4 separate regions of the Zea mays genome follow, and regions 2, 3 and 4 are each linked to region 1. Evidence: chromatin contacts called from public Hi-C data. All regions are on one chromosome and are shown on one strand. The core of a region is the stretch at or near the end of the contact, and the rest is flanking DNA. Distances in the headings are between cores, read along the strand shown.

Region 1 (4,967 bases), core at 1,522-4,021:
CATAAAATTGTGTCTCGTGTTTGATCCATACTTGCATTATTTGTTAACACTTCTCGCGCGCAAATAGGAAAAGGTGAGAGGGGCGATTTTCTTCCCAAATGGGCGCTGGGTCAATTGGTTTCCCCGCGCGCGCTCGCGAATAAGGTGACTGTTGCAGTCTCCTTGGTGATGCCCCGGACACCTATCGAGAAAGGCAGACGCCACATGCCTGCATAGCTAGGCGACCTGAACGCCCAGAAATTTATCTCACCTGGGCGCCTAGGAGATGCCTTTAAACCACTAGTCATCACTTCTTAATTAAGGAGTAAGAAAAGGGGATCATTCTAAGACTGGATTTCGAAAAGACGTATGATAGCAATTTGAATTTTTTTTGAGTGAGGTGCTGCACAGGAAAGGTTTTAACAACAAATTTATAAACTGGGTGAAGAAAGTAGTCAATGGAGGAAGAATATTCATCAACTTGAATGGAGAAAGAGAGGAGTATTTCAGAACATATAAAGGCCTGAGACAAGGTGAACCCCTGTCACCACTTTCTATTCAACTTGGTGGAGGCATGGTAGCAGCAATTTTACAGAAAGTGGAATGATAATAGTAATAATTCTTTTTTTTGGGGGGGGGGGGGGGGTTTCCTGGTTTAAAATACAGAGGGACCTCACAGTTTTGGCAGGTCCTACATAGCGTAAAAGTGGCATAAAAGAGGAAAATGATATTTAGTGGAGAGCGGGAACAAAACCCAATTTTGGAATGATCTGTGGTTAAGAACTTAGGACACTCCCTACGGAAACCACTTCCTATCATTTGCACAGGAATGTCATGATGTAAACAAAGAGTGGCAACTGAGCTACAGAAGAAATTTTGGGCAAGTTGAGAGAGAGGAGTGGGAAGAAATGATGAAACAACTGGAGAGAGTTTAATATGAACAAAGGGGAAGACCAGCCAACTTGGAAGTTAGAGAACTCTGGGCCTTTCTTGGCTAAGTCCCTATATAGGCTGATAATGTATGGAGGTGTGACTGATTTAAGGATGACTGGTGTCTGGCACACAGAATTCCTTTTGAAAATTCATTTTTTTGTGGATGATGTGACATGATAGAGTCCAAACAGCGATCCAGCTAAAAAAAGAGACTGGGATGGCTTAATAAACTGCAATCTTTGTTGTTCTGTGCACCCATGATCGTTAGTGGGATGGCTCTGCTAGCATAAACATTTGTGCTTTCAATATAAGCAGTACCGTGACCGTGAAGTCTTTGGTCTAAACAAACTACTGCAAAGTCGAAGTATGATAACAAACATGCAAGGAAGACATGAATCATAGACAACGATGTTGCAAAAAGGACGGTAAGTCGTTATATAACCTGACTCAAAGTTCAGATAAGATAACAAATATGCAAGTGTTTTGATGTTTTACAAAAGGAAAGAAAATTCAATTAATATATTTAGGTTGTTAATGGAATTAGGAACAAACATTTTTTCTCGAATACGTAGGAGTGTTGTGTATTATTATATTATTAAGAAGAAGAGGGGTTTTAGAAACCCATACACAACCTACACACTAACAGATTTTCTTTTATAATGTACGGACAAGAGACAGCATGTTAAAATGTTGAGGTACGTTCTTAAAACTATGTAGCATCCACAGGTAAGAAACACAACTTAATCATGATTTCAACAAAAAAAATCCCTTGGTTGTGCATTCCATGTGAACAAGGTGTTCAGTGTCAATTGACACATTTCTCGTTGTTCTTTGTGATGTGGGCATGTGGTGCCATTGAATGTGTCTTTGCAAAATGTTCAGTAAAACTTCAACAAATTCTAACTTGGTTTTATGAATTGAGAATATTAAGACCATAGCTTCCATAGAACAAGTAAAGCTTGAAATAATAACATCATCCCATCAAAGAATCTAAATAAATAATGTTACTGCAATATAGTTTAGTTATATTGCGTTCATAGCCAATTTTTCTCCTGAAATGAAGGAATATGCAATTCTCTATGATGTTATCCGGTGATGAAAAACACGAATATGCAGTAATATGAGGGCATTACAAAGGTGACCTTATATCTTTGTGACAATTAAATTCCTAATTTGATCCAAGATCCAGTAAAATTGGCAGAAACTGTATGCGTGCAGCACCAAAACCACTTGCAATCCAATCATCGACAGAGAACTTGTCAATCCCATTCTATCAAAATTGGTGAACAGGTAGCTATCCCCCTAGGCCCTAGCCCAACAAAAGGGACGAGCGTGCAGCGATCTCAAATTGGGGTCGAGGAACTAAACAAATAGGGAGGCACATCATGAGGAGCATAAATACCCATGAGCGACGCCTCGAGGAGGTGGCGACTGGCGAGCACCTGGTCGGTGGGCGTGAGCTGTCCGAGCTCGCCCTCGCGGCGGCGGATCTTAGCGACGCTGTAGAAAGCAGAGACTAGTACGAGGAGCATGGTGCCCGCGATGGTCTTGGCCATGACGGGTCCGCGCCCCCTCTTGGCGCGATCGATGGCGAGCAGAGCCAGGCGGCGCACGGGCGTGGGGAAGAGCAGCGCCAGCACCAGCGCGGCCTCCGCGGCCAGCAGCGAGAACAGGAGCTGGATCATGGCTGACGACGGCCCTGCGGCCTGCGGGACGGTGCGCCGATCGAGCAGGTGGGGTGGGCTGGTTCTCGCTGGCGTGTGTAGAGGAGCAGCTCGCGGGGCACCGGGCAGTGCGGGGATCGTGAGGCTGTGTTTTATTTTGACTAAGTTTAAAATAAGGAGATCTAATAAAATGGTCTGAGGAGATCAGAGAAGCTGAGGAAGTTGTAGGTATAGGTGTATATTTGGGTCGGGCCTGGTGGGCCGACCCAAAGCACGGAAAAAAAAGCACGGCCCAAGCACGGTACGGCCCAAAATAATTTAGTGTCGGGCCGACACGGCCTGTTATATCGGGCCGGGTTTGGGCCGAGGTCACGGCCCATGGGCGGGCACGAGCACGGCCCGTTTAAGGCAGGCACGAAATAGCCCATATAGAGGCACGAAAAGGCCCATATATTTATTAAAACCACACTTCATTTCACACTTTCATATACTTGATAAATAACACAAAGCTAGAGATAATGCTAGTTAGATGTTTTTGTAGCTTTGAATTAGAGTATGTGATGTAATTTTGCTTTTGTTATGAACATTAGACAATAAACTGAACTTACGAACTTTGTATAGAGCTGATTATACTCTTTTTCCTTCTAACAAAATGATTTATAAACGAGGTAGTCATTGCATAGCTGTGGTAACTTTAATACAAATACTAAGTTTGATTTTGTTCAAATTTATTTGTCTTATCTTTTATTTGTTTTATTATTATTTTTTTTGAATTTAGGGCTCTAATGTGAATTTTGGGCCAAAAACTAAATTTCGGGCCAAAAATTGAATTTTGGGTCGTAATGTGAATTTCGGGCTTTTATAATTTCGGGCCGCCCGAAATGAGCCCGGAACGTTTAATCAATTACGGGCTGGGCCGTGGGCCGAGGGCTAGGCCCATGGGCCGGCCCGGCACGACCCGAAATTCAAACGGGTCGGGCCGGGCCGAAATTCAAACATTACGGGCCTTTTCGGGCTTCGGCCCTGCCGGGCCGGGCGGCCCGAATGTACACCTATAGTTGTAGGGGTGTATCCGATTGAATATGGACTCATATTATTTATTTTATATTTTTTTATTTATCTTTGAAGTCAGGTTAAATATGAAAATTATCAAGTTGTGTCAGATAAAATTTAAATAGATATCGACATATTAATGAAGTGTTTGGTTTCTAAAGACTAATTTTTAGTCTCTTTATTTTATTCTATTTTAGTCTGAGACTAAAATGGAATACAACGAAGGGACTAAAAATTAGTCCCTAGAAACCAGACACCCCCTAAATATTCAACTTTGAAAATACGGACACAGATAATGATCTGATATTAAGTATCCAAACTCGAATATGTATCGAATTCAAATATAAATGAATAATATCCGTACCATTTTTAATACCCTTTGATCCAATTCGTTGATCGGCTCATCTTATTCAGGACAATCATAATTCTTAATAAGATAGCCAGTTAAACTTAGTAAAAAAATCAAATGAATTATAAATTGGGATGAAGGGAGGGAGAGACAAAGCGATTATGTAGGAGTTTTCATGTTTAGGTTCTATTTCTCATTCTAAACTCTACTATATAAATATGTAGTCTATAGTGCAAAACAGTGTTTTGCACGTCCATATGTACAATCTGTTGGTCATAGTCTTAGAGATGTTAATGGTCGTTGTCGGCGTTTCGACCCCGAGGGGTCCCTGGACCGACGAGTGAATTGTCGTCGCGTGTCCCAGCCCAGATGGGTCGGCGCGGGACGGAGCACGAAGGGGGGAAGAAAACAGGCAAAGGGGAATCCCGCGGCCTTCGTGTTGCCCTGCGCCCAGGTCGGGTGCGCTTGCAGTAGGGGGTTACAAGCGTCCGCGTGGGAGAGAGCGAGAGCCTTACGCGCCGGCCCGTTCTCCCGCGCGGCCAACCTTCTCGTACGAGAGCCCTGGACCTTCCTTTTATAGGTGTAAGGAGAGGGTCCAGGTGTACAATGGGGGAGTAGCAGTGTGCTAACGTGTCTAGCAGAGAGGAGCTAGAGCCCTAAGTACATGCCGTCGTGGCAGTCGGAGAGGTTTTGGCACCCTGTTCATGTGATGTCGTGGTCGTCAGAGGAGCGCTGGAGCCTTGTGGAAGGACAGCTGTCGGGGCTGTCGAGTCCTTGCTGACGTCTCCTTGCTTCCGTAAGAGGCTGAGAGCCGCCGTCGTCATGGAGCACGCGGGGCGCCATCATTATTTGTTTACCGGGGCGAGCCAGATGGGACGCCGGTCTTGTTCCCCGTAGCCTGAGCTAGCTAGGGGTAGGGTAATGATGGCCCCCTGTGACGTGGTCGGTCCGAGCCCTGGGTCAGGCGAGGCGGAGGCTCCTCCGAGGTC
Region 2 (4,998 bases), core at 633-3,132, 190 kb after region 1:
CTCGACTCCGGCCACCTCGCCTCTCCCCCCTTCGCGCTCGCCCACGCGCTCGACCCATCTGGGCTGGGGCACGCAGCACACTCACTCGTCGGCTTAGGGACCCCCCTGTCTCGAAACGCCGACAGTTGTACTGTGCACTGTCCGGTGCACCACTGGATAGTCCGATGCACACGCAGACAGGGAAGGCTGGGAGCTTCCAAATGAAGCTCCAACGGCTCCGAGGCCCCTTGGGGCTATAAAAGGAACCCCTAAGCGCATGCAGCAGGATACCAAGCATTCTAAGAGCACACTACAACTCCGAAACTCCGCGGACACGCCTTTGAAGTGTTTGAAAGATATTTGAGCGCTTTTTCTGGGTCGTTACTCTGTCGTTTTGTTGTTGCACTCTCTTCTTTGCATTTGTGCGTGTTGTTGCTGCGTTGTGCTCGTGTCTGTGTACCCGACTCCCTCCCTTACTTTGATTTGGATTGTGATCATCTTGTGTAAGGTGTGAGAGACTCCAATTTATGGAGATTCCTCACAAACGAGTTTGATATACGAAGAAAACTGTGACACTCAAGTTTGATCTTTGGATCACTTGAGAGGGGTTGAGTCCAACCCTTGACTAAAGGAGGTCACCACAACGTAGAGTAGGCTTTGGTCGAACCACAGAAAAAAATCGATGTCGCTCTTGTCCATTTACTTTTCTACGATTTCTATCTTCCTTTGAGTATAAACTTTCATTTATTTATTGCTCCTAGTTTAATACACATCTCAAGTGAGCAATCAAGTGAAGAGTCTTCCTTCCTCTCATCTTCTCATCCAAACTTGGTTTTGATTTACTCTAACTCATATTTTAGACCAAGTTTGTGTTGTTTTGAGCAATATTTGCATGATCATCTATTCACCCCCTCTAGGTGCTCTCACCCATTCCTTGAGAATCTGAAATGTATGTATACTAACAATTAATTGTTTTGTAAACGCCATTTCAGAAACTGAAGAAATGGATAGAATACAGAAACCTAGTATGAGTGTTTTCAGAAACTGAAGCAGATATGGACAAAACCCTATTCCAGAAGCTGAAGAAATGGACAACACTAAGGGCACGTACATAAGAACACAAGAACGGGGCGATGGGGACTAGGAGCTCTAGGGACGCACCTGCATCCCCGTCATCCATGAATCCCCATCGACGCCATTGTCGTGGTGCTCAACAACATCAAGAACACGCGAGGATGAGAGAGGGGAAGAGAGAGCATCACCTTACCTGTGGGAAGGCAGCGGGGAGCGTCGTCGTCGGGGCTGCGCGCCGCTGCCGCTTCACGCGACCACTTCTTCACCTGCGCAACGCCTTGCCCTGCTTAGCCCGTCTCGCGTCGGGTGTCATGTCGGGGATGCAATCCGGAGGGGATGAGACAGGGATTGGTACCGGATCATGGAGTGAGCGAAAAATCTAAACAGAGTCAGTTTTGATTTTAGTTTGGGCCAAAATGAACAACTTCAATGGGTCACATAAACACCAAACTCTAAACCGGCCTAATTTATTCTGCAGTGAATGAGCTGATCCAGGTGAAACGAACAGGGCCTTAAGAAAGTCGACTCAGCCCTATCATAGGCTTTTCATGTCTAGCTTGATGGCTGCAAACCCCTGTTTCCCTGTTAGAAGAAGACTATTGTTGGAGATTGAGAAAGAGAATTTTCCTTTCGTTGAGTGTGTCTATCTAGGTGGAGATGATTTTCTCTAATTTAAAAACTCCAGATGAACCTGCGTGGAATATTACTCGTGCGGATGAACCCAACCAACTTGGCCGGAGGGTGAATGGTGATACGGTGAAGGCAGACGCCGAACCAAACCAAAAGGCGAAGGCGAAGAAGACCAACCAAAGCAAAGCCAACGGGATCTCCCTCTCATTCCAGAGGACTCCGCGTCGTCAGGCCCGCTTCGCGTGCGACGCCGGCATATAGGGTTTCGCCGGCGCCGGCGATGGACCCACCCCCCGTGAGCCCCGATCGCTGGGGGCCCAGTCAGGGCGCTGGCGTCGGGCCCTCCGGCCTCCGCCGATATGGCCTCAATTTCTCCGCCTCCAGCCTCCTCCAGGCCCCCATCGCGGCCCTCCTTGAGTACTCCGGCGTAGTCCAGTCCGGCCCTGCCCTGGCGGCGCACCACCCGTCCGCGGGGCCCTCGTCGCCGTTGTCGGCGTCGGAGGTCGATGGTCTTCTCTCCGCTGCCGCCGCTGGGGACGGGGAGGTTTCGATCCGGATTCAGGGCGGCCCAGGCGACACGGAGGCCACGGGCGGGCCGGATGCGGGGACCTCGTCCGAGGATTTGATCGAGGCGACCGCCGGCTCTGAGGTTGACCAGGCCTCCGCTGCGGGCAGGGGTGCAGGCGCTACGGATGCGGAGGCAAACGGTGGCGGGGCCGGCACGTCGGGGAACGGGGGCGGGGACCGCGCGTACCAGCGCTACGACGTGCACCACGTTGCGCGGTGGTTCGAACAGATATTGCCGTTCTCGCTGCTTCTACTCGTCGTCTTCATACGGCAGCATCTTCAAGGTTTGCTTCATATCTCTCTTTCTAAATGCGCGTTCAGATATTGCCGTTCTTGCTGCTTCTACTCGTTGCCTTCATACGGCAGCATTCCAAGGTTTGCTTCATATCTCTCGTTCTAAATGTGCGTATGCTACTACTGGAACGTTGTGCACTTGTGCGGACCTAACTGTGGCAACTCAAGTTGTCAACAAGTGGTAAGGCTGTTGTTAAACAAACGGGGAATTTGGTCTTGAATCCACAAGAACTTCATTTGCCATTTGCTTATGTTTAAGTTTTTCATTAGGCTATACTACCTTTCGCTATGGACTCTAAAGCTGTAGTTGATGAAATTTAACTGATTAGTCCACTTCTATTAATGTTTGAAATTAGCCTGTTCTATCCTGTTGCCCTACTATGGTAGGGTGTATACTTTATTTTGTATGTTGTGGTTGAATAATCCATGGCTGTGAGTTTTACTTATGTTATTTTCAGCTGCATTGGTTGGGCACCTAATGCTGTTATACTTTATGTTTGTTGTGCTGATCTTTGACCTTATTCGGTTAATGAATCCACTGCAGAAAAGCATTGTAGTTTGATTTGGAATATTAGCTATGCTAGTGTAGCAATTGGACTTACTGAAATCAAGCTCTTGTATAGTTAGGAGTTGTTGATTCTCCTTATCTGACCGAGCTTCTCTACATCTATGAAGTGATGGCTTGAAGGAGCACATCTACATTTAGCATAATAGGCATTCCTTGTATGTGCACATTGTTAGATGCCTATGCAAATGTCCTTGTTGTATTTGCTATTTTGCTCTCATATATAGAGTTCTTGTTGTAGACGGTCTGTGTATATATTCGGTCCTAGTGTCCTCATATTGAATATGAGTGCTATTCATAACATGGTATGGAGAGCCAAAACTTAGGGTTAGAGTTATTTCTATCTTTACCTAATTGTTCCTCTCTCACGCCGTTTGTTGGCTCTGTCCCGTTGCCTTGCGGCTCTGCACATCTTCACATTTGGCCCTTTTGACTTGGCGGCACTCATCTTCGCGACCGCTCGTTGGAGTTCGCCCATCGGCTTCGATGACCTGTCTGTCGGTGCTTGCTCTTGCTTTCCTGCCCTCCTCTTGCTCGTGTCCCTTCCCGTCGGAGGCTCGGAGCACGTTGCAATCTCTCGCTCCTGTCGGCTGGCTCATCTGCCCGCCTTCATGCCTCACGACCACCTTTGTCGACTGCAATGGAGTGCCAGGGCGACGCCATTGAACAAGGTCTTGTTCATGGCCTGAACTGGGTGCTAGTTTCATGCGATGAATCTGACGATTCTTCCATGAGCGAGGTGCTTTGTGTTATGGATTCTTTGGCTGAAGTGCCTGACTTTTAAGAAACCTTTGTCGATGTTGATCAAAGTGATGCTATCGATGCCCTGCTATGTATGGCTTCTACTGATGCTAGCATATTTAAATCGGACAAGGAGCTTCAGGCAGCCAGTACTTTGCTGCTGCCTGTTTTTCTTCCTTGCATGTATGGTTCCTAAGATGAGGTCGTGAACGATGTCGTGATAACTATTTTTTGGATCGGCTGTGGGATGGTTCATGGCTGTTGATCGGCAAGGGAACCAGATGAAGCACCTAATATGAGAATATTGAAGAAGTGAAAAGGTATTTGTAAAGGATATATACCAGAGGCACCCAAGGAGTGTCAACAATGAAGATGTTGGCTAGTGGGACCAAGCAATTCAGGCCGAGTCGGAGAACTTAGACTCGGACTGGATAACTTGGATCTGGCTGCGGGACTCGGACTAGGATTCTGGGGACTTGGCCGACATGTCAGAACCAAACCAGCCTACGTGGACAGAGAAGGGAAGAGTGGAAGACAACATTTTCTGGCCTGTTTATGGTACCTGTACATCCTGATCTATAAGGGAACCCATATATAAAGATAGATATATATCTACTAGACTACAGGGAGAACAATTTTAGGCCGATCCTAGTCCTTATCTGGTACAATGCTAGATAAGTTTCCTGTAATCGCCTCCCTTGGACTAGAAAAGGTGGATGAGGCGTCCCAAGAGGGCAGAACACCAGATCATAAGAAATAGCCACAAGCATACTAGACGTAGGGTATTATTTCGCATAGAGAGCCCGAACCTATCTAAATTCTCGTGTCGCTTTGCGTTTACCTTTGATTCTCGATCTCGCGATCCACCCCATATAAATTCATTGTTGAAAAATCCTCGACAATGTTCAAGATTATCTTTCCTTCTATGTATGAGCACTAGTAATGTTTGACATTTTAGTGTTGTTATTGGATGTACTGTAAACAAATGTACCGTACCATGCAATGCTATTAATGTTTGCCATTGCTGTTATCCTAGATCAGGCAGACCCGCTCCTACATTTGTGGGGTCTAGGGAAAGGATAAATCGAGGCAAGCCTTCCCTTGCAAATGTGGAGAGGCTGCTTTGAACCCCAACCTGGTGACTCAGT
Region 3 (4,962 bases), core at 2,447-4,946, 140 kb before region 1:
TACAATACTACTAACTTAATGTTTATATGTTATAATACTAACTTATTACATGTCACAATACTAAATTATTACATCTTGTTCAACCACGAAAATACTAATTTAAATGTTGTTGATATTGAGTCCACATTTCCTGGGCGACGATATCTCTTAAACTATTGCCTTGTGTAGTGCCTGGGTCATTCATATGATCAATGCTTGGTAGAGCAACAAAGTTTGATGGATCGATATTATCTGGCTGATGATCTAACCATTCCTCATCACCATGAAGTGATCGAATTAGATTATGGAAGATGGCAGCAGCCATAGGCATCTTTACTTGATTTTCTAGTGTGTGGAACGTGGCAACTTTTAGAATGGGGAAGCGCTTCTTAAGCACTCCCAAAGCCCTTTCCACATGATTCCTTAGAAATGTGTGGCAGTGGTTGAAGAGTTCCTTTGGGTTTTGTGGTCTTCGATGTCCAACCCCAAATTCTTTCAAGTGGTACCAAACTCCTCAGTATGGAGCAAGAAAAGATGGAGTATTTGCATACCCTCCGTCAACTAGATAGAATTTTCCTGAAAGTACAAGGAAACCCTTGCTCATAGCTGATCCTAGCACTCAAGAATCTGTAGTCGATCCCTCCCATCCACTAGAAACAAAAGTGATGTTGAGATCAAAGTCACATACCACCATCACATTTATGCTGAGTGTTCCCTTCCGATTTCAAAAAGGAGAATGTTTCTCAGGAGATATGGAAATAGGAATGAGTTCCATCAATAGCACCGAGACAATTCTTGAAGAATGGATAGAATCTAGGATTATCTTGAATTTTTTGATGCACTTGATTAGGATCAGGAGGCTGTATGAAACGACGAGAGAGGATAGGAATGACCTTCGTAAAGAAGTGGCTGATGTGATGATGGAAGGTGTCATTACTATACCCAAAGTACACTTGAAGATCTTGATATGAGGCATTGTGACTTAACATGTATAAGAAGAACCCCAACTTCTCTCCTCGACCGTGATCCTTGTATCAACGACGATTCTTCTCGTTCTAAGATAAGTTGCCAGCTCTCTAAAGATGTGTGGTTCCATCCTGAATGTAACTTGACAGTTCTTGACATGTCCCTCAAGGAGTCATCAAACCTCGCCTGTCTCATATGATGTATGGCGTTTCTTCTTTTGTCCCCCACCTCTAGTTGAACCCATCAGATATAAGGCAGGAAAAATAAACAACATCATATCATCATCTTCTTCTTCCCTCCTCTTTCTAATATGATCTCGCAATGACATACTCATTGTAGAAGTAAAGAATATACATTTATTGTCAGGTAGAAGTTAAATAATAAAATAGAATTAAAGCAAATCATGTATCATTTCAAAAGTACAAGTAACAAGGACTAAAGAAAACCATATATACGTACAAAGAATTTAATATCTTTTGGAGTTGGTACCGGATCCCAAGAGGGAGGAGGTTCACCTTCCGCAACTATAATTGGTGTTGTAGGGATCTACATGTAACAACTCAAATAAGGAGCTGGCATACATGATCATAAAGTATACACTTAATTCTTCATGATGATGCGCTAAGATCACTAGCTAATGATGCTGTATGAGTGTTCTCCATTCCATGAAAACATCAGTTGTTTGCAACATTTTAGCCATCGTAAGTACTAGTATTCAATTAGGAGAGAAACTAGGGGGAAAATCAGTTGCACTTGAATTGTGGTAATTTGTTTGTCCTCGCTCTTTTTCTCGAACAAAGTTTGGCTTCTCTCAGATATTGTAAATTGACATGGCTCTGTTCGCAGGAAGAAATCTATGATGAAACAGATGAGTATGTTAATGTACATAACAAGTAAGTATTTCACTAATTTCTGCTTATTCTGAATAGCTAATCTAAATCTATGTTGCGCTAAGAATTTAGGCTCCTTCCACTGCATAGCTGTGCTATCAGGTACTACGAGCCCTGCTGGCAAGGTGGAACTGCGCTGTGCGGCATTCAACTTCTCCTCTGCTAACCACCGCTGATCCAGCTCTCCTCTCCAGCTTCTGCGTTGTGCGGCGTTCAGCAACTGTGCTGTGTGGCTGCCGGTCTCACAGACTGCATCCCTCATCGGCGTCCTCGCGCTCGCACGCCGGCCCTCCTCAGCGTACACGCTCTTCTCTGTTGTGCTGTGCCGCCACGCTATCACGATGAGGAAACCATACATAGGGAAGAGAGGGCGGTGGTTACCGGTGAGAAGACAGCGGGGAGAGTGGCCGTCGTCGCTGCGCTGTGCCACCACGCTATCACTTCGCGCCGCCACGCCGTCACTTGGCGGCGGCGTCTCCTCGCCTCGTTTGTCGCCAGCGTTGCCCCCGTTTCACCCAGATTGGATCCCTTGGTAGCACACCTAGATTCGTACCGGGCCATGGTGTTCAGAAAAACTCCAAACGGAGTCCTTCTCATTTTTTGATTTAGGTCCAAACGAGCAGGATTTAGAGAAGTGGCCAAATTTCAATCCGGGTCATTTTTTCCACCTGGAACCAGATCTAGAATGGACCAAACCAAAACTCCCAAAACCCGACCCGACACGTCAAACGGGGAGACAGGACCAACCCGACCCGAACTATGCACTGGTTGGGTACGGGCCATGCTAAATGCCCCACGACCCAACCTTGACTCGACCCGATGTTTGAACAGGTCTAGCCCGTGCCTTCCTGTTTGACATGCCGGGTCGGGTTTTTGGTCGAAAATCACGGCCCGTACCTGAATCGATAATTATTGCGGGTAAAAAATTATGGTCTGTATCTGCCCGTTGTATTGGTCGGGTCTGGTTGGGCCGAGTTTTTTTGGGCGGGTCGTGTTAGGTGGCCCAAGATCAAGTCTAGAAGACAAAGAGCCAAATAGGCTGGATTCAAGTGGTTCACTAAAAATTGGTCACGGATGGATCTGAATCTGAAATAAAAACTAGTGGTCCATTGAAGGTTGTTCGCTTTGGCCAGGATTGTTGTTGCTCGAGTTTCGGTCACGATAGCTGTTGCCCAATTTCGTCCTCTGCCAACGCTCGTCAAGTTGGATCGAGAGGTCAGCATACTTGGATTCGTACCAGACTGTGGTAGAAGGAAAAACTCCAAACCGTATCACTCTTGTTTTTTGATTCAGGTTCAAACAAACATCTTTTGGACAAACGACGTAATTCCTAACCAGATCATTTTATTCTATCCGGAACAAAGGCTGGAATGGACCAAACCGACCGAACCGAACGAGGCCTTAAAAGAGTTCCATGTTAGCAAGAGAGGCATCAACAATTCAACACAAAATTCAAGGTCTAAAAATAAGCACCATATTTTAAGATAATCAAAACACCTTATAAAGGGAAATTTGGATCCATACCGTTAAAAGATCACCACTTTGGATCCATACCATTACTATCTCACTTACATGTGGGTCCACATGAGTCAATGATATGTGGGGTCTATGGTATATATCTAAAGTTTGGATCTTTTAATGGTATAGATCCAATTGTTCCCCTTATAAAATACTACCAAAATAACCATGACCGGTCGGATATAACAAGACAGGATTAAACCTATATATTTTTCACGACTAACAAAAAGATAACAATTCGCGATAATTAAAACATTATCTACGCGGTGATATAGTAAAACTAGGTAACTGGCAGGCCAGCAAGGCAGCAACACTAAACAGAGCTAGGGCCAGCCGTTGGCGTTTGAAAAGCCCCGAAGCGGCAGTCGCACTGGCCGCCCGTATGGCTCAGATTCACATCGATTCCGACATCCCAACCGTCCTTGCCCCTCCGCTCCGTGCTTCTTCAGTTCTTCCTCTCTGTCACCCAGTCACCCTACCCCGTTCGTTGGCCTCCGCTGCGAAATTTAAAACCTCCCAAGCAGAGCGACGCCCAGAGAAGCCAAGACCCTATTTCCCCATATTATTAATAAAATTGGCTTTGGTGGAAAAAAGCCTTCCCTTTTGGCCTGCGCAATTCGAGATTCCGGAGGACCACGGCGGCGGCCGGATCGGGGTGGCGGCGCGGTTCGGTCGCCGCTGAGCGGAGCTGATGCGCCGCGCCTCCTGTGAGGTGAGACTTCTTTTATGCGCTCCCCTTCTCGCCTGCTCTGCTGCCTCGATCTGGTTGCGCCCAAAGCCCACCGGCGGCGCAGCGCTGTACCTGGCTTCCCGTTCGGCGCGGCAGCGGAAGAGGTGGCGTGGTTGGGGGTGACCGCTGCGTTCATTCTGCAGCCGCTCGAGAGGAAGCAGCCGTGGTCCGTGGAGATGGGTTTGTCGTGGCGGGTTTGTGGGTGAGTGTGGCCTGTGGGGTTGCGCAATGGCGGTAGCGCCGGTGGTGCGCCAGCAGAGCCTTACAGAGGGATTGATTTCCTGTGAGGACTGGGACTGAGAGGATGTGGGGGTATTTTGAAAGACTATATATTTGTTCTTCCTTTGTAGATGTTTATCTTTTTATAGTCTGCGTTCTAGAATTCTCAAATCTAGCCAAATTTTACTCGGATTTGTTAATTTCTCACTGTAAAAAATTGATATCTTGTGGTTAAATTTGAGGGCATGTCTATCATGGCAAAATCACGATGCATCACTGTATCTTCATAGTTGTGTATTTCTGTATTATAATTTCGACTATTTGTTATTTTGTTTACATGATTCAATTTTGTTCCCTTCCCCCCTCTTGGCAGACAATGGCCACTTCTCCCCAAGCGAAAAAAATCTGCTAGAAGACCTTAGAGGGTTTTAACATTGGGATGGATATTTGGGCCCTTACCTTGCTTTAAGTGGAGATTCAGTTTTCTGTTTTCACTTAATATGACAACTGAAGAGCGAAAGACTTTGAAGGGCACAGAGTCTTCAGCTCCTTCTGTTCCTCCTGATGGAGGAGTCAGCAAGGAACCTCAAAAAGGGGGGAGATTATCCAATGGGTGAATTTCTATCCGCTTAATGGAACCACTCATCAGGTTTTACGTTA
Region 4 (4,859 bases), core at 1,518-4,017, 250 kb after region 1:
CTAACTCTTAATCAAGTTTGTGGTGTGAAGTTTTAAGTTTTACAGGATCACCTATTCACCCCCCCTCTAGGTGCTCTTAGGAAGTGGTCTTCATCTTTTGAGGGTGGAAGGGGGAGTTGGTGGGAGAGGTGTGATTTGAGGGAGATAGGTAGTTGCAACCTTTCTTGGTGTGGATGTTGTGGGTGGTAGTTTGGGGGATGTCGGTATGGTTGCTACATGTTTTGATAGTGAGGGTGGCATTAATACTAGTATGAAGTAGTGTGGGCAATGGCCTTTGTTGTCTGGTCCAGAATTGACCTACCATTTTTCCTTGGCCTCTTTTGTAACAAGCCAATCCTTGGTTGAATGCTCAATGTCCTCTCCATGGAAGACTTAGTATTGCCTCCACTCCTGTCTAGACACTCTGCCGCAGTCGTGATGTTTGTCGGCCATTGCCCCTTGTTGGGTATGCTCTTGTTTGTGAGGGAGCCCTTCGCTATGCTGCTGGTGATGAGTGACACTATTGATTTGGGGTTATTGGTGGTCATGCTGCTGGTGTTTTTTTTCCTAGTTTGGGCTGCTAGCTTGCAGAGTGTCGTTTGGCTTTCATTGTGTTTCCAGCTTTCTATAGTGCAACTCCTTAGAACATGTCAATTTTTTAAGAGCTAGTACAACTCTTGGAGTGACTTGGACAGGTCCCTAGTGTATTGATTGTACAGGTGTCCTGTCCGAAGGCCACTTATTGCATAGTGTATTGCGATGCAGTCATTGATAGATGATAGTTGTTACTTGAGCAGCAACAATTTATTGTAGTAGTCCTAAAGACTTTGTTTCTCTTGCTGCTTGTACAGGGATGGTTCTTTGAGGGCATTGGTTTATGATCAATAGCCTTGGAAGTTAAGCAGTAATTTATCTCGAAGGACCCACCACATGTCGATGGATAGGGGTGGCATGCCTAGCAGTGGACTTAACACAAGATATGATTCTTACATACTTCATGGTGGACCTAGTTCTCTGCATTCTATTTTCCTCAATTGACTACGTATTCGGTAAGTGCCCGTTTTCAATAGCGAACTCAAAGACATGTATTTTTTAAACCTTTAGTTCAAAACTCTCAGTTGAGTGTTTCGTGGTTGGAGCTCATCGTAGAAAACAAACTAATTACACGAGGGCCTATTGTTAGGGAGAGGGCTTTTGACTGAAGGTCCACATTTGATGAAAATTATCGTTTTAATGTATTTTTAGGTAGACACCTTCAAACCATATGGTTGGATCGGAAGCTTGGGCTAGCTCTCCATCGATGAACGGCAAGCCGAAGGAGGAGCAAGAGACAAAACTTGAACAAGATTGAACCATCTTCAAACGCAAACATCAACAAGGTTACGAAGGAGCATGACACTTCTTCCCTAAAAAAGGACATAATTGCTCGTCTCCAATTATATATAGTCTTCATATAGAAGAGTGGGTGTTCTTGTAATTCTAAGCTGAGGTGTATGCAATCTCAACCCTATAAATAGTTGTACAATATCACTATTATAGGGGTCGATCACTTGGATGCCCTGAACCTGTAGTGCCTTCGTATGTAAGAGCATTCAAAGATATGTCGTCTTTGAGCATCTAAGTCTGCTTAAGAGACCTTCATAGGTATAATATTCTAAAGGTCTCATAAATTGTTTTGTATTATCGGTCACTATTTTATGCAAAAAAGAAAAGAGCAAGATGAGTAAACCCTTGCAAGCTAAATCAATGTTTCATTTGTGTAAATATTTCAACTTTAGTTTTTCATTTACTCCCTTGTCCTTAACACCTTCGAATCCATCGAAAGTGAAAGAAGAGAAAATTCACTCTGATTATGTTGTCTGTTGTGGTTTCTTATGGGAGCTTTGAGATGTCTTCAACAGTCGGTGTTCTATCAAACCTTGCTGACCATAGGATAATCTTCATGTGTCTCCTCAATGAATCTTTGAAGGGTGAACCAATTCAACGTGAACACAAAAACTAATATTTCCACCTGATTTCGATTCGCCTTGGCTCCTTATTTCATTATTGTTAGTTCGGCATACCATAGCTATTGTTAGTTCAGCGTACCATCGTTTAAGACTTCGGCTCGAGATGGATACAAATGTAATTTATGTTTGATTAGAGCAACTCTAATAGTTCTCTAAACAACTCTTTAAATCTTAAATTTAAGAAGTAAGCATAAAAATACTTCTCCAATAGTTCTTCAAATGAAATCGTTAAATTTAGTACTCGCTATCCAACCTCATTTACTCTCTAGATTTGACAACTTGATGGTCACTCCCTAAATGCAGTTGACGGTGATTTCTTCATACATACGTGCTTATTTTCTCCCTAAATGCACAACGAGGTAGCCATATTCTGCGTGCTCGTTTTTTTTTTCTTTCTCGTCTAGCGTGACAGCTAGGTCTAACGCGCGTGACACAAACTCATCTACTGCTGGACCACTGCTCATCCAAAGGTCACACTGTCTGTCGTACTGTCGCTCCCCAACATGTCACGTAGACCAACCTTCTCCTTTGTCCTCAATATCCTCTACCCTCGACTCTACCGTCAGCCACATCCTATAGAAGGAGGCCTACTAAAACTATATCCAAAATTGAAATATTGTTTAAATATGAGGAATTGTTGGAGACCAAGCTATTTTTTACTTCCAATAACTATTTAGCAACTTAGAGAAAAATTTTCTATAGAACTGTTGGGATTGATTTGAGAACGACATTGTGGTATTTGTATATAAAAAATGATACTAGTGGATGTCTGATGACCTACCACTAGAACATGGTCATGGAGGTCCCTACGAGGCTACGACCCTGTCCCTGCCCTTGAAAGAAGAGAGCAAGGCCGTAGGATCGGAATTCCCTTCCGGACAAGACACCTACCACCACCCACCACCCAGCGCAAGGCCAGGCGGCCCAGGCCACCACTCCTTACCTTTTCCCCCCTCTTTTGTTCCTTCATTCACGAATCCCGTCTTCTTCCTTTCTTGGCCTTCTCCACCTCATCGCCGAGACGAGATCTCTCCCACACGAGGAGGGCAGCAGGGAAGGGAGAGATGGGCGGGCGGGTGGATCACGAGTACTCCTACCTGTTCAAGATGGTCCTCATCGGAGACAGCGGCGTCGGCAAGTCCAATATCCTCTCTCGCTTCACGCGCAACCACTTCTCCCTCGACTCCAAGTCCACCATCGGCGTCGAGTTCGCCACCAAGTCCCTGCAGGTCTGCCGCCATTTGCTCCCCTCTTCCATTTCTCTCTAGCCGTTCTGCACGCGCGCGTTAGTGGATGGTCTCATCCCGATCCCATCCCGCCAGATCTCGGCCTTGGCGACTGGAAAGATGTCACCGACATTGCGGTTGGTAGCCACCTGATAAAGCTGCTCGTGATATTGGGAGATACCTGTTCACACGTAGCGAATGGCTCTTTCTATCGATTTTCTGTTTTTTTTTTCCTTCAGCTGTCCTGATAATTGTTTTCATGGTTTGAGTTCATTTTCAACAATCAAATTACACGCGTGTCAGATTTCCAACGTTAAGCTATTGAACCGGTAACGGGCATCTATTGTTTTGTAGGCTGTTTCCTATATTTTTGATATCCTTATTATTATAAACCAGAAAAATACGAAACTACTATAGTTTTTAAAAAATGTTATATAGTATTGGTTTTTTTAGTTCCTATTGCTTTGTTATTTGTTGTCATGCACGCTTTTAATTTAATATAAATAATATCTAAAAAACTTTAAATAGCACACCAACGAAGAAAACATAACTAGTTCTATATTTTTCTGATTTGAAATAAATTAACCATAAACATTTAGATATCAAACTAAATTCCATTATTTTAGAAACTAGAAAACTACTTACAAAATTGCCATTAGGCCAAAATTTTCTCAACAGTTGTAGGGTGCTTGTTATTCAGTTTCATAATGAGGTAAAAACTGGACTGGCATCCAAAATAAAATTTGAAAAATAAAATTTAGTGGTATTACATATTCTTTCTATTTTAAATTATAAGATATTATAATTATTTAGATATATTACTTTACCTATCATTTAGATATAGTGTATATGTAAGTGTATAAAAAGCTATATGTTTTGAAAATCAAAATGTCTTATAATTTGAAATAATGGAGGGCCTCTAGCTAATGGTTAAGGCTAGCACCTCCAGGTCCCGGATTCAATCCCTCTCGGGAGCGAATTTCGGGTTTGATTAAAAAAATCTCCTCGCTGTGCCCCGCCCGCTCCCGAGTTACGTCCTGCGCTCCACCCTCCGGCTGGGCCGTTACAGAGTGGACGGTGACAGCCTGGGTTCGGGAATTTTCTCGGTCGGGACCATGTTTCGATCTCTTCTTAATATAATACCGGGAAGACGGTCTTTCCCTCCCTAGCTAGTTTTTTAGTTGTTGCCATTTCGTTACTTGTCATATCATAGAGATTGTTTTGAGTTTATGTGAGCCATTTTGCTTAAGGCCGGTGCCAGTTTAAGTGGTCTATATTTGATCAAATTCCTAAAAAAATTGTACTGACATTTAAAATGCTAAATCAATTTAATATAAAATAAGTAATCTAATAGTATTTATTTGATATATAAACATTAGTATCTTTTTTATCTTTAATTGCTGAAACTTAAGGTATAAAACATGACATTGAATTGCATTTTTTTTTCTTGGAGTGAGTGTATCATTTAGTTGGTTGATGTAGATTGATTGATAGGTTGATGTGCCAGCTACTGCCTCCAGTCTGTTTGCGGCATCCTGTCTGTCAGTAGTGTTAGGTGAGACCAAACTGTCGTCGTAATATTTTTCCAGCAGTTTAATGGATGGCCCGTTTCCTCTCTCGTGTTTCTTCACAATGTGATTCCTTC

What was found. A called contact is a pair of places that touch in the nucleus more often than the background predicts.
Region 2: a Hi-C map of ear shows a contact between it and region 1, with 2.8 times the contacts expected there. The contact joins the promoter of LOC100283780 here to the promoter of LOC103630179 in region 1. A contact is called at or near these places in 4 of 25 Hi-C or Micro-C datasets (ear, endosperm, leaf and 1 more).
Region 3: a Hi-C map of tassel shows a contact between it and region 1, with 2.5 times the contacts expected there. The contact joins the promoter of LOC103630174 here to the promoter of LOC103630179 in region 1. A contact is called at or near these places in 2 of 25 Hi-C or Micro-C datasets (ear and tassel).
Region 4: a Hi-C map of ear shows a contact between it and region 1, with 2.0 times the contacts expected there. The contact joins the promoter of LOC100282310 here to the promoter of LOC103630179 in region 1. A contact is called at or near these places in 2 of 25 Hi-C or Micro-C datasets (ear and tassel).

Annotation. Positions count from the first base shown.
Region 1 is chr6:146,229,585-146,234,551 of Zm-B73-REFERENCE-NAM-5.0, forward strand. It overlaps LOC103630179 (B-cell receptor-associated 31-like), which reads right to left and starts at 2,772. Exons shown (of 2, transcript XM_008651259.3): 1 at 2,315-2,772. The coding sequence starts at 2,597.
Region 2 is chr6:146,420,944-146,425,941 of Zm-B73-REFERENCE-NAM-5.0, forward strand. It overlaps LOC100283780, which reads left to right and starts at 1,883. Exons shown (of 8, transcript NM_001156679.1): 1 at 1,883-2,534. The coding sequence starts at 1,964.
Region 3 is chr6:146,088,035-146,092,996 of Zm-B73-REFERENCE-NAM-5.0, forward strand. LOC103630174 (Putative MYB DNA-binding domain superfamily protein) reads left to right here and starts at 3,697. Exons shown (of 12, transcript XM_008651258.4): 1 at 3,697-4,065; 2 at 4,676-4,915. The coding sequence starts at 4,803.
Region 4 is chr6:146,477,410-146,482,268 of Zm-B73-REFERENCE-NAM-5.0, forward strand. LOC100282310 reads left to right here and starts at 2,768. Exons shown (of 2, transcript NM_001155222.2): 1 at 2,768-3,217. The coding sequence starts at 3,053.